2 separate regions of the Mus musculus genome follow, and region 1 is linked to region 2. A link is a contact called in public Hi-C data. All regions are on one chromosome and are shown on one strand. Each heading gives the region's core, a stretch centred on a gene start, on an enhancer-like site or on the middle of the called end of the contact. The rest is flanking DNA. Distances are from core to core; before and after follow the strand shown. Region 1 overlaps Gm973 (predicted gene 973). Region 2 overlaps Cdk15 (cyclin-dependent kinase 15).

Region 1 (6,858 bases), core at 860-3,359, 310 kb before region 2:
GGCAAAGGCAGATCTTTGGGAGTCAGAGTGCATGCAGCGTTGTCTATATAGTGAGACCCTGTCCAAAAAAAAAAAAAAAAAAGTAAACTTATTTACTTATTTGATTTTTTTGATTTTTCCATTCAGGGTGCTCAGTTTGGTTTTGAAGTAGATACCACATTCCCAACCCCCGGTTCAGCCTCCAGGGTCCTGCGATTATGTGAGTATGTCTCCATCAAATTGAAAATTTACAAACTCTTTTTATCTTTCCTTTTTCATAGAATAAAGACGACTAGGGGAGGAGAGCAGAGACCACAGGCCCAGGGACGCGACGTGAAGTTTGAACCCAGAGCACCCTAATTTTGTGCTCCCTAACAGATGCTTGAGAACAAAACACAAAAATCAACAACCATAGATGGAATCATGATTGACTTATGGTTTTGATTTGCACTTTCAATATTCAGTCACTCTGGACGTGATAGCATATGCCTATAATTTCAGTGAGGTAGGATGGCCAGTCTGGGCTACATAGTAAGACTCTGGCTCAAAAACGAACAACAGTAACAACAAAAAAGGAAAAGGAAAGGAGGAAGGGGAAAGAGGAAGAAGAGGAGGAGGAAAAAAAGAGAGGGGTGATGGGTTCAGTTTGCTCCCTGGGGAATATTTAGCAGTGGGTGGAAACACTTTGGTTGTTATAACAGTGCACACAGAGGGTGGACTCTGGGCAGCCCAGGCTGGCTCCTCCTCACCAACCGTCTGGAACCTTGATGTTGCCCAGTATTAAATCACAGATTCCAGGAGATCACAGATCTCAGGTTGCCTCGGATGATTTTGACTTTCTGAGCCTTTCTTTCCGAGGGCTGATATTGCAGGTGTGTGACCGTGCCTGGGTTTTATGTGGTCCCAGGGATAGAATGCAGGGCCATGTGCATTCTAAGATAGACCTCAACCAGCTGAACTACAGCCCCAAGCCCTAGTCATCTGTGCCTCTGTGTGTGTGTGTGTGTGTGTGTGCGCGCGTATGCGTGTGCGTGTGTGTGTGTGTGTGTGTGCGCGCGTATGCGTGTGCGTGTGTGTGTGTGTGTGTGTGTGTGTGTGTGTGTGTGTGTATAAGAGTATTCCGGATCAGACCCAGGGCCTTGCCTATGGTAGTCAAGCCCTGCCACTAAACTATAGCTCATATTCTTGCCTACTACTATTATTTTAATATGATTTGGTCTTTTGATTATGTTTCTAACTCTCTATGTTTTCTTTTTAAAAATGAAATGCAATCCTCACCGAGGATCGACAGTATTATTAACGTTAATGAAATGATTGCATATTTTTCTTTTTTACTTTCTCCTCTCTCACTGCACGGATGTATTAATATCTCCTTCTGAAACTTCCATTTACAATTTTAAGATTCTTTTTAGGTGCTGGGCACCTCACCCAACCTCAAGCCTCTCCCCAGAGGCCTTGGGGAAGAGGAAAGGCGAGAGCCTGCGATTGATGTCAGCGACCCGCAGAGGGAAGAGCAGTCCTGGACTCTGAAGGCAGCCCAGAAACTAATTTCTCTTAATCAGTTGTAGGGCCCCAGGAGGACCCACAAGGCAGAGGGGGAAATAAATCTGAAGGAGAAAACCAAATTCTATGAGGGGCTGGAAAGACCTGTATTTTCAAAAGGGCACCATACCTTTAGGACTTAAGCGCTGGCAGGGCCCCATCCCTGCGCAGCTATTAATATGCAAAAAATGCCTTCATAAATACTTGATTCTGCTCACAGTGGGGAGGCCGTTCATTTGAAAGGGGAAATGGGAGCTTGGAGTTGAAACACGTCTGCTTGTCTTCTTTCTCTTTTTTCATCGCTCTTTTCATCTCCACGCAACTCCCCTTGTAGTCTTCTTCCCCCTATTTCTCTGACTTCTCCCCACTTCTAACTCCAAGGAAGTTGCTGATGGCAGCTGCGGCGCTTTTTTTTTTTTTTTTTTTAAACTGATGGACTTGGCTCTGAGGCCCGGAACCTCCGGCTAGGTGTAGAAGGGGTGCCTAAGGGCCTTTACTTGAAAGTGGAACTGGGAGGCTAGAGCCCCTCACCCTTTCGGCTTTGGCCTTAGCGACGCGGCCACTGAAGACTCAGAGCAGAGGTTTTCAGTACTACCGGGAGGGGGCGCACGGGGGCAGCCTCCGGACCCCAGAGCTGAACTTGGACAGCAATACCAGACTTTCTTTCCCTCATACTTCCCAGCCTAGGTATGTGACTTCTCAAAGGTCTGTTGTTTCCAAAAGGTTCCACCTTTGGGATTCTCACTGTGACTTAAACCAAACCAAGCCAAACCAAACCAAACCTCCACCACCAACAACAAAACTAGACAAATGTATTATGTGTGAGTGACCTTACATGACCAGACCCTAAAGGATGGAGGGACGAGCTGAGTCAGTAGGGATTAAAAGAAAAGAAAGACGGGCTTAATTGCTGCTGCTACTACTGTTGCTGCAAGCCTGCTTTGTGCTTCAGAGCAAGAAAGGTCCTAGGTCCTAGAGAGGCAGGGAGGCCACTGGTTGGGCCAGTGGCCCATCAAGGTGGGTAAACTGAAGTCTGTTGGGTAGAAATTTGTTTCTAAAGCCTTTCCAGATGCTTTATGGTAAACATAAAATTAGTCATTTATGTGGAGTAGGTTGAGGAAGTAGTTAAAATCCGAGGCAGTGATTAACCTAATAAAGTGCCCTGAGCCTCAAGAAGGGGGAGGGGTGAGAGAGGCAGGAGGAAGTCCTTTGTACCCTACACCCCATTTTTCCTGGCTTGGGGACTGGTGGGGCTCCCTAGACTTTTCCTCATAAGGCTTTTCCCCTCGGGGTTCCTTTTCAAAGGCAGGCAGGCTATGGTAACACCAACCAACCAAGAAGCTCAGATGGGAACCTTTCTCCATTTGCAAAGGAGGTACAAGATATTTCCAGAGTTTGTGAACTTACCAAGGCCTTGCAGATGAACCAGGCTTGGAGCTTAAGATCCAAAGTTCAGTCTGACTGCAAAGTTCATAATTTAGTCTATAGTTAACTTGTCATGGCTGGGTCACTCTTTGAAGGGTCCTCCAGTAGAGCCATAGGGATACATGAGTTTGGACCATGCAGGGAGTATTGGTATGGCCTTTGGAGCTATGGGATTTCCAAAATATATTGTATTTTCTTAGTCACAACTCTGTAATTATTATTGCTATTGTTATTACTTAAGGTCTTCGGATCCTTTATGAAAAGTGTCTTCAATGGAGGCAAACCACACACACACACACACACAAACACACACACAGACAGACAGACAGACACACATAGTATGTGTGTGTCTGTGTTGTTTCTGAGGTTCTTCAGTAGTGGAGAAGTGGCTTAGATATGCTTTTCTTCAATGGAGGCCTGACTTGGGCCTGGTGTTTTAACCTGAAAGGTCAGTTCAAATATTGTGCAAACAGACTCATTTCTGCTCTGATTGTAAGGAAGTGCTGGGGAAAAGAGGGAAGGCCAGAAGCAGCAAGAAGTTGGAGATAAGAGGCTTGGCGAGCCTGCCCTGGAGGCTGTCTGAGAGCGGAGGGACCTAGGCAACCCCTGGAGCAGTGGTATAGCATCTGCCTCAGGAGTTCCCAGTCCCTGGATCCAGCTCTAGGAATTCCCTACTAGCTTCTCTTGAGAGACTGAAGACACTGTCACCCTCAGAGCTTCAGACAGAGGACCGCTTATCAAAAAGTCTGCACACATCCCTTGAAACATTAGATATTTCCAAGCCATTCAAATCGGCACCTTCCTTCTTCATAATTATCCTACCTGTGTGCGTACGTGTGAGTGTGTGCGTGTGTGGTGTATGTGCTCATGGGTGTGTGTGCGTGTGTATGGAGGCCAGAGATTGACATCTGGTGTCTCCCTTTATTGTTCTCCATGTTATTTGTTGAAACGGTCTCTCACTGAACCTGGAGTGCATCCATTTAGCTGGGCTGGCTGCACAATGAGCTCCAAGGATCTGCCTGTCTCCTGCTCACCTCCCACAATGCCACGATTACAGATGTTTGCAGCTGTACCTGTCAGGCTTTTTATGTGGGGTCTGGAGATCTGAACTCAGACCTTGCCTTTGTGGCAGGCTCTTTATAGACAGAGCCATCTCCCTAGCTCCTCTCCTTGATGCCTTAAAACCAACAAGCAAACAACAAACTCGATCGCTATTTTCTTTCCTGATTTGGAAGGAAAAATGTGATTCTCGGCTTGTGGCTGCTGGTGTCTGTATTCTTATTCTAATTCTGACTTTGCAGAAGTCTGGGAAAAGTCAGCTCTGCTTCTTCACACACACACCACAATCCAGATTCCAAGCTTGAGAGTAAAGAAACCTGGTGACGGTACAGTTTACCTGCTCATTTTACTGATGAGACAAATGAGGCCCAAGGAGATGAAGAGGCTCACTCAGGGTCACACAGCAAGTTAGGACAAGAATCCCAGACAAGTCTTGACTCCCAGTGTTGTGCTCATTCACAGTCAATACTGTACCTGACTCTCTGCAGCTTGAGCCAAACGTGAGGAGGTTTCATAAAGATTTCCATGAAGACTGGCTCCGGCTCCAGCGTTTGCTGCAGTGAAAGTCGGAGAGAAAGGGCATCGAGGTGTCAGATCTAGGTCTCATGAACTTTCATACGAACCATAACCATATGTGCTCAGCTCATGCACATTAAAGATTATAAGCCCACACCTATAGCATTCCCAGGTATAACCCATAGTGTCTGGAAATATGTCTAAACACCTTGTTGAGTGGGGTTAAGCTTTATATTCAAATTTAGACCTTCTTGTTTTGATTGGTATTTAAAAGAACAAAAGTAGATTCTTTGTGCTATCGGAATTCAGATAAAGCTGACATTAAAAAGGAAATATTGATGGGGAAAAAGTGCTGATGCTGTTGAATATAAATTTTGTATGACCACACTTTGCTGAAATAGGAAAATGCTTCTGAAAGCTTTCAGGGAGAGATTAGAGATTTCCCCTGCTCCTCAGAGGTGGAGGCCAAATAGGAGATGGAGAGAGAGAGAGAGAGAGAGAGAGAGAGAGAGAGAGAGAATGAATATGATGTAGCAGAGAGAGGCAATGGCCATTGTGTCTGTGGGACATGATGGCACCCTCCACATGAGCCAGCGTGGCATTAGCCTGCAAATCTGCCACAGCTGTGCAAGCTAAGACCCCAGAGGCACAACTGGCCATGCAACTGATGGAGATATTTTTACAATTTCCTTAATTTTGAAACAACGTGTGCATGTGCCAATGCTGATGGGTCTGTGTCTGTGGATGCAGGAGCCCACAGAGGCAGAAGACTGTCTCATTCTTCTGGAGCTGGAGTTACAGGCAGGTGTGAACCATCTGATGTGGGTGCTGGGAACTGAACTTGGTTCCTCCATAAGAGCAGCAAGTGCTCCTAACTGAGCATTCTCCACCCCCTGCACCCTCCATTTTGTTATTTTTTGAGACAGGGTCTCATGTAGCACAGGCTGGCCTCAAACTCAAGGCCAAGGATGACCTTGAATTCCTGATCCTCCTTCTTTTATCTCCCAAGTGCTGTACGTATAGGCACGTGCCACCATACCCAGCTTCCAATTGGTAACGTTTTGTGGAAGGATTGAATCTGTGGACTGGAACTCCATGGTTCAACGGTAATGGTAATGCTCATGAATCGATGATTATTTGGGGAATGAAATTTAGCTGTGCCTATGGCTTTGCTGATGTAGATTTTAGTCTCTTTCTGAGACTTCTTCTTCTCAACACTCATCAGTGGCTCCACATGACATGCTGTACTCTCGGTTCTTTTTTGTTTTGTTTTTCTTTTTTAAAGATTTATTTAATTGTTATATGTACAATGTTCTGACTGCATGTATGCCTTTGTGCCAGAAGAGGGCATCTGATCCCATTATAGATGAACCACCATATGTGGTTGCTGGGAATTGAACTCAGAACCTCTGGAAGAGCAGCCGGTGCTCTTAACCTTGGAGCCATCTCTCCAGCCACCTCCTTATTATTTTTGATTCTAAGACAGTATCTATCTCTTACAGGCTCTTCTTTTTTCTGTGTTTCCTCGGCCAGTGTTTTCTTCCTGATTTGTTTGAGAATGGCTCCTGCATAAACTTAAAACACTTCTTAAGTTTAAGTCAGGTGGGGGGGGGGAACTGAGGTTCTGAGACTGGGTTTCTGTAGCTTCAAGCCTACACCTTAACATAGCGGGAGTGGAACCCAGACCCCAGATGTCCTGAGCTGTGTCTTGTGCTTTCCTTCCACACTACACTGCCTCTCAGCCTCGCTCACACTCGCCTGGCCGGGTGGGACCCATCCTCCGGACAGAGCCACTCAGCAGAATTGTGTTGTGATGAGGTTCACTGCACAGTGGCTTGGAAAGGACCCTGGGTCTTTCAGGAATGAAATGTATAAATCCTGATGCATAAGGAAAGTTCTTGCAACAGCAGGAGAATGAGTCAGTCAGCCAGAGTTCAAGAAATGTAAACACGTCCTTAGATAGGAGGCTGAAAAATCACTTAGGGCTTCTCATCTCTTGGGTCAAGACCTTGGTAATTTACTGAGGTCTGTGCTGTCAAGGAGGGGCTGAGACTCCAGCTGCATTCCTGTGCGATAAAGCAATGGGTGTGTGTGGGGGGGGGGGGGAATGGGGATGGTGATAAAACTCCCTTCTAGAGCAACAAGGGAAGATCTACCTCTTGTGCAACCCAGGCCATTGTCTGTCAATGGGGGTGGGGAGGGCTTCTCCCTGTTTCAGGAGCTGGTGTGCACAACCAAAGACCTCATACTACTTCAGCTCTACTTCCCGGCTGCTTGAAATCGCACACAGCCTTTCTGTGATGAACATGTCTGCCACTATAGAGATAAACAGAAAAC
Region 2 (6,777 bases), core at 3,754-6,253:
TCATTTCATCATAACTTTCTGTTTCTCTACACACACGTGTATACCAGACAAAGCATCCACAGGCGTAGCTCAGTGCTTACCTGGTCTGCCCAGGGCCTTGGCTTTGATCCTTAACACTACACACAAAATCACATCCTCTTCCAAAGGAAATGGAAAAACAAATTGCTAAGAATATTAAAATAGATTAAGTAATTAGTTTACTATTTATGTATTTATTTCAAGACCAGATCTCTTTGCAGCCCTGGTTGTCCTGGAACTCAAATGTGGAGACCAGGCTGGCCTCAGACTTTTAGTGATTCTCCTGCCTCGGTCTCCAAGTTTTTGGATTGCAGATACCTGCTAACATACCCGATTTTAATTTCATTTTTAAAGTAATTTTGTTCTTACATAATTGTATTACTAAAACTCCTCCGGCTTACTTTAAAAGTTACGGTGGCACATTTTATTAGTCGAAATGCTAAGACACTCAAAGAACACGTACAAGGGCAAGACAGACTGCTGACAACTGTGGGCTTCAGTCTTTTGTCGTTTTCTCAATAATATGGTTTTGCAGGAAAGGGGAAAGTACCCTCTGCTCATTTCTGTTGTGAATTTATTTGTATCAACAGTCTAATCTTCAGTTGGCCATACATTTGCAGAAGTGAGCTAGAGCGATTTGCACCTTTTACACCTTTTATGTAGTTTAGAGCTCATGCAAACAGCAGTCCCTCTCAGCTTCCCTCTCATACCCTCCACCCACCCACCTGAAAATCTACTGTCAATTCTGCAAAACACATCAGAGCCCCCCCTCCCCCCACCTTTTTTCTGTGTGGTTGACCACTGTCCTGGGCTGGGCCATGATGGTATCTAGCAAAAGCACCCCAAGTAGTCTCCCCATTTCTCTGCCCTGCTGACTCTTCCTTCTGGAGCAGTCTGAAACTGTGGTTCTTTCCAGTAAAAATCAAAGCAAATCTCTTCTGATCCCCCACAGTGAGCTCTCATCTCACTCAATGAAACCCCAAGGCCTGAGGATGGTCAACTCCCTTCCCTGCCCCATGCCCTTCCCTAGCTCTCACCTCCTCCCATTCTCTCCCCCTTGCTCTGGCCACAATGGCCTCTTAACTGTCCCTCAAACACTTCCATTTTCAAACATACCCCCTCATCCCTGCCCCTCGCTACCCCTCCCCCTGTATTGTGACTGTCATTTCCTCCACCCACAATTCTTTTCTCCCCAGTTTTCATGCTTTCTCCCTCACCTTTAGGACTCTGCTCAAACTGTTCACCTCACTGATGGGCTTCCCTGTCCACTCATTGCAGATGAAATGACAGCTTTCTGCCTCACACATCCCAGTGAGCCTCTATTCCTCACCTCTGTTTACTCCTCTCCATCATACTGATCAGTGCCTGCCACCAGACAGATAAATACTTATACACACACACACACATACACACACACATACATACACATCTGGGCTGGTTGTCGCTCTCCCCTTTGCTCCATGGAGAGCAGCCACTCTTGCCTTTTCTGCTCATTGGATCCTAGGTACTTATTAGGACAGGGCCAGGAATGTTACTTACTATCGGTGTTATGCTCATGTCTCCCACAGCATCATTCACATGTGTTGAGTCAGTGTTAATGTTTCTGTTGAAGACACTTTGGCTCCTTGCTCCTCTTAGGCACCTTCCCCACCTAGATCACAAACTGTTCTATCTCCTGCTCATGTTTACCATTGCTTTGCCAACACACAAGGATACTGAAAATCCATATAGAAATGGAATTTTACCTAGTAAGTAGGGGATTTGCATGAAAAGCAGGTAATGGTTTAAGTCTTTAGCTCATGGAATTACTGGTACCTGGTTGGGTCCACACACCAGAGGGTCTAGTGTGCCCTAGCATCCAGGTATGTATAAGAAGGAAACTCAGGGAGAAAAGGCCTTTCTTTCTTCTACTTTTGAGGACTCTCTGGTCACCAGGGAAGGATACGGGATCTGATCTGAAGATTAAGGTTACAAAAGTCAACTGGGAAAGAGGAAAGATACTAAAACCAGCATGAGGATTCTGGGAAGGCTGTTTTCATATTCACACCTATCAAGTCATATGGATGTGGTGACTCGTGCTTATAATCCCAGCACCTCTGAGATGTATCTAGGTAGGAAGAGTGGGAGTTTAAGGTCATCCTCAGCTGCGCAGTAAGGTCAAGGCCAGTCTAGGCTACATGAGACCTTGTCTCAAAATAAGCCAAACAAATGTCCTGTATGTCAGAGTACTTACTTTTGTTTTCTTCAAAGAAAAGACATAGAGATAAATTGGGGGTGTAGATGAGTCACAATGGGGTTACATGTTCGGATAATCCTAGAGCCTTGAGGGTGTCTTCCACTGAGCTGTATCCTGCTCCTAAAATAAGGTGACTATGAGGATAGTAACAATGACAACAGCTAGCACTCCTAGGCTATTTAAGATACCAGCCATTGCTATAAGAATTTCACATACATTCATTTGGTTTAATCATAAAAACACCAGAAAATAAAGAAAGATGATAAAACATTCCAAAGCAAAATGGTCAGTGTTGATCTTTAGTCAACATAAAAGATAGCTAATATATTTAGCTATAATATAATGTACTTTAATTTGTTAATATATTAAATATTATTAAATGTGACATTTAATATTAGTTATACTTATTATGTAATTAATGAAATACTAACTAATATATTAAAACATATCACATTTAGATATAATATGTGAGATATTTAATAATTCAGGGAAATATCTCGCAATTTCATACAATATTTAACTTATTGGTTTTCTCTTTTTCATTATGATCTGCAGAATGATTTTTAGGAAAATTGATTTTTGCCAGCACAGTAGTTCATGGTATTTTGATGTTACTCTATACTGTTCTATTTAATTTAGCAAAGGATGTGAAACATAATAGTCACAGATAAAGCAAGTCTGTCTCCCAAAGTCCTAGAGTATATCTGTATATCCTGGTAACCCCGATAACTGAAGCTTTCTCAAGTCTATGGGCTGCTTAAAGACACAGATTGACCCACCCCACCTCCTGACTTTGCATTTCCAGCACCAACCCAAGCCTGGCATGTGGTGCTCAATAAATGTTTGTGAATCAATAAAGACTAGGCCACTTCTAATGAGTCTATGCAGGAGTCAATAATGGAGTCCATCCCAACTCCATTAGACACTGAACAACAAAAGATGTACAATTCCGTATGTTACATTTTCTCTGGCTGAAGAGCCACAAACCAAGATAAGGAGTCAAGTTATGAATCCCAAGAAACAGTATGACCTGGAGAAATGCTTGGTAAAGGCAAATGAGTAGTTCTGATTTCTTTGGAAGTTAAACCCCCATCACATTGTGTCCTCTGGTGTGACAGTGATGTCCCTTTGGGGGAGGGGGTGGAGAGGCGCGTATCCAACCACTTCATGCTGAAATTTGAAGCCTGCTCCAAAGAAAGGAATTCATAACTGGTATTATAAACCCCATCAGAAGTCTGTGTCTCAGGTCCTAGGTCCTAGGAGGAAAGCTACTGTTGTTTTGCTAAGTGAACATGCATGCTGACAACATGCCTGTTAAATTGCCTTTGAATATTTCTGTTTATGTCCATAGATTAATAGTGCTGGCAGCTTTGATCAGGGACACTTCTCTTTTTGTGCGTTTGCTGGGCAATAGTTACTGAAGAGACTTATAACTGGTCAAAGTGCTAAGAATAAATGCCTACTGAATGTTCATCCTTAAATAAAACATCTGCATTAGCCTCTCAAAGGCCCAGAGAACATGAAAGAATGGAAATACTGTAAAAGCTGGAAGTGTTGTGGAACGGTATCTTCAGGGGATGACACAGCCATTGCCATGAAACTCTCAGTCACTATGACAGCCTGCAAGACACTGGGCCTACCAACATCCCATTGTGGAGGAGAGGCGCTCACAAGTCCCCATACCTCCCTGAGGAGCTACAAGTAATTAACAGTTGCTAAGGGACAAAGGTATCTGTTCCCTGCTATAGTCACTGCTAATTTGTTCATATTCCTGTAAGTGACCTTAATTAACTCATTTGTTCACTCCCCTCAAAATGACACGAAAATGGAGGTAGTAGAGAAATACTGATGGGGTGAATTTCTATGACCGAAATAGATATTAGAACGAAACTGCCACCATAAAACCCATATTATGTACAATCGATATGTGCTAATATAACTCTTTAAAGGCCGGTGAGATAGCTCGGTGGACAAGGATGCTTGCCACACGAGTCTGGTGAGTTCTAGCCCTGGACTCCACATAAAGACTGGCAAAGAGAATTGACTGTACATGGTTGTCTTTTGACCTCCACATAGGCAAGGTGGCACAGCTTATGTCTATGTGCATATGTGTGCACACACAGACACACACACACATACATTAATAATAATAACAATAATGATCATAATTTTAAATTAAAAAAATCCCTCTCATATGCCCTTACCCTGGGGTTATTTCTCACAGGACTGTAAGTACGAGCTGAATATGTTATATCCTTGATGTAATCAGACTCCTGTCAGCCGGGCCTGCCCTCTTCCATCTGTGCTAATAGCTGACTTGAGATATTAATCAGACTCTTTGTTGATCTTATTGGATGACCCCAGCAAGGTTCCTGAACCTCTTTTTAGTGAATTTTCTCACAAATGGATTAGGAGTAATTACTTTACAGTGAGTGATCTCAAAAGGACTTCCGGAGGCAACTGTTTCTCATTTAAATGCCGCCATTAAGGGTTCTGTAGGATGAGAGTTTGAGCTATTGAGCACGGTGTGCGCGCGCACACACACACACACACACACACACACACACACACACACACACGATCACACTCTTTCCTGGAGAGTTACTTCTGAGTTTGCCCCCATTTTTACACAGAGAGCACCAGAGAGCCGCTTTCTAGTTCCCACTTTTACTCTTGCTGAAGGAGATGCTTCAACATCGCAAGCCTTTGCAGTTTTATGTTGCAGAGCAAGGAGAATTTAAATATAACAGACTTGAGTCATACCCAAACACGCTGACTAGATTTGTGACCTCAGACAAGTCACTCAGCCTCTCTGAGGCTCGGGCCCCTTCATTTCTACAACACCACCACTTTGTACTTCCAGGGGTTGGTATAAAGGGTTAACAGAGACTGTGGTGGGGGGAGGCCTGTCATAAGCCTGGCTCTCTTAAGGAAACAGAGTAAACAAGATGAAGGTCCTAGGTTCAAACCAAAAGCTGGCTGTTTTTTAAGAAAGGTATTTAAGGTCCATTCCTAGAATGTCAATATAGAATTCAATGAAACTAAGGTACATTCATATAAAATCCATAAAAAAATCAATTTACTCAAAATATTTTCTCCCAATTATAAAAATAAACATTTGAAATGTGATTCTAAGTCAATAATAAAGGACTCTCTTAAATTGTTACAAAAATCTCTGATCTTTTTATCTTTTTTTTTCCATTTTGCCTTGTTTGATGCAGGGACTCACCATGTAGCCCTGGTTTGCCTAGAAGTGGCTATGCAGACTATGCTGGCCTTGAACTTGGAGTGATCCTCCTGCCTCTGCCTCCTGAGTGCTGAGATGACAAGTTTGTATCATCATATCCAGCTCTTACATCTTTTAATTAGCAAAAGGACAGGATACTAATAGCCTGGGCCTGTAATTCCACCTACCTCAGGAGACCAAGGCAGGAAGGTGGCGAGATCAAAGACAGCCTGGGCTACAAGTGAGTTCAAGGCCAGCCTGGACAACTCAGTGGGACCCTGTCTCAAAATAAAAAATGAAAAAGAGGGCCAGCAAATAGCCTGTGTTTGGCCTTGGCTTTGACCCTCAGTATCAGGGAGAAACAGGGATCTGTGTGCTGTTGCATATCTAGTAGTCATATTTAAAGTGCCTGGCCATCTCAGACACCCAGCACACATTGCAGTGTGAATGCACACAAAGTTCTGAGTGTTGGCTTGAATCAGATAATTGTTTGAAAGTTTGGCCATACGATATTATTCCTCTAGAGGTGTTCAAGGGTGCATGAATGCTCGCTCCGTAAGAGTTTCCCGTAGTGTTGTTGCTCAGACTTTTGTTAATTTCATGATATGATAGATGAAGATCATGTGAAAACAAACATGCATTCTACCTGGAGAGACTGTCCACATAGCAGAATCCCACTCTCTAAACTCTGGGCTGCCACACCCTCAGAGCAAGCAGATTTCTCAGGGAAAGAATTCCTGCTTCAAGGCTGTCTTACTCTGAGTTTCCCTGAGCATGGCTTTTGGTTGCCTTTTTAGCTAATGACCCTGGATTTTAACTAATGAACTCCAGCTGTTCTTATCTTGCTTCCCAGCCCTTCCCATTTAACCTCTGACTCTCTGGTCTCCTGGGCATCCAGATCTTAACCAGGGAAAAATGAGCCCGTGCCAAAGTTCTTAAGTGAGGCCTTGCTTTCAAGGCTGCAAGCTTTTTACCCAGGAGGAAAAAGAAGCAGTCATTGTTGGAAACTGGAAGTCGAACCACCTCCGATGTGTCAAAATCCTTTTGTGGTTTTTTTCATATCATACAAGCAAAGCTTTCAATAAGGGCCAGTCCCATAAAACAAACCGAGGAAGTCCATACAAGAATGCTAACTGTAATTGTGAACATCTGTGTGAGAGGCAGCGCTCAGCGGACACGAAATGCGAGAATGGCCGTGCATATAGAACAACACACACCCGGGGGCTTTGAGTCGGCAGAGAACATCTGTTAGCAAAACCTGCTGCAAAACACGTTTCACTGTGACTGCCAGATGCGG

Evidence for each region. A called contact is a pair of places that touch in the nucleus more often than the background predicts.
Region 1: a Hi-C map of bone marrow-derived macrophages shows a contact between it and region 2, with 27 read pairs. The contact joins two enhancer-like sites. A contact is called at or near these places in 4 of 15 datasets of contacts at CTCF or cohesin (the G1E-ER4 cell line, the NIH/3T3 cell line, embryonic stem cells and 1 more), 2 of 484 Hi-C or Micro-C datasets (bone marrow-derived macrophages and embryonic fibroblasts), 10 of 115 datasets of contacts at active chromatin or transcription factors (bone marrow-derived macrophages, craniofacial prominence, embryonic basal ganglia and 6 more) and 4 of 9 other capture datasets (adipose tissue, embryonic stem cells, liver and 1 more).

The regions. Positions count from the first base shown.
Region 1 is chr1:59,580,097-59,586,954 of GRCm38.p6, reverse strand. Gm973 (predicted gene 973) reads right to left here. Exons shown (of 19, transcript NM_001357842.1): 10 at 4,480-4,559. Gm39648 (a long non-coding RNA gene) reads left to right here. Exons shown (of 3, transcript XR_865454.2): 3 at 261-557. Among named protein-coding and RNA genes, the nearest start is that of Gm39648, 13 kb to the left of the region's middle. Within about 2 kb of position 2,109, at least 19 of the 459 cell types and tissues checked have an H3K27ac peak or open chromatin away from gene starts, as enhancers often do. A contact at or near this core is called in bone marrow-derived macrophages, where this site is marked.
Region 2 is chr1:59,270,142-59,276,918 of GRCm38.p6, reverse strand. All of the region lies in intron 4 of Cdk15 (cyclin-dependent kinase 15), which reads right to left. Among named protein-coding and RNA genes, the nearest start is that of Cdk15, 17 kb to the right of the region's middle. Within about 2 kb of position 5,003, at least 57 of the 459 cell types and tissues checked have an H3K27ac peak or open chromatin away from gene starts, as enhancers often do. A contact at or near this core is called in bone marrow-derived macrophages, where this site is marked.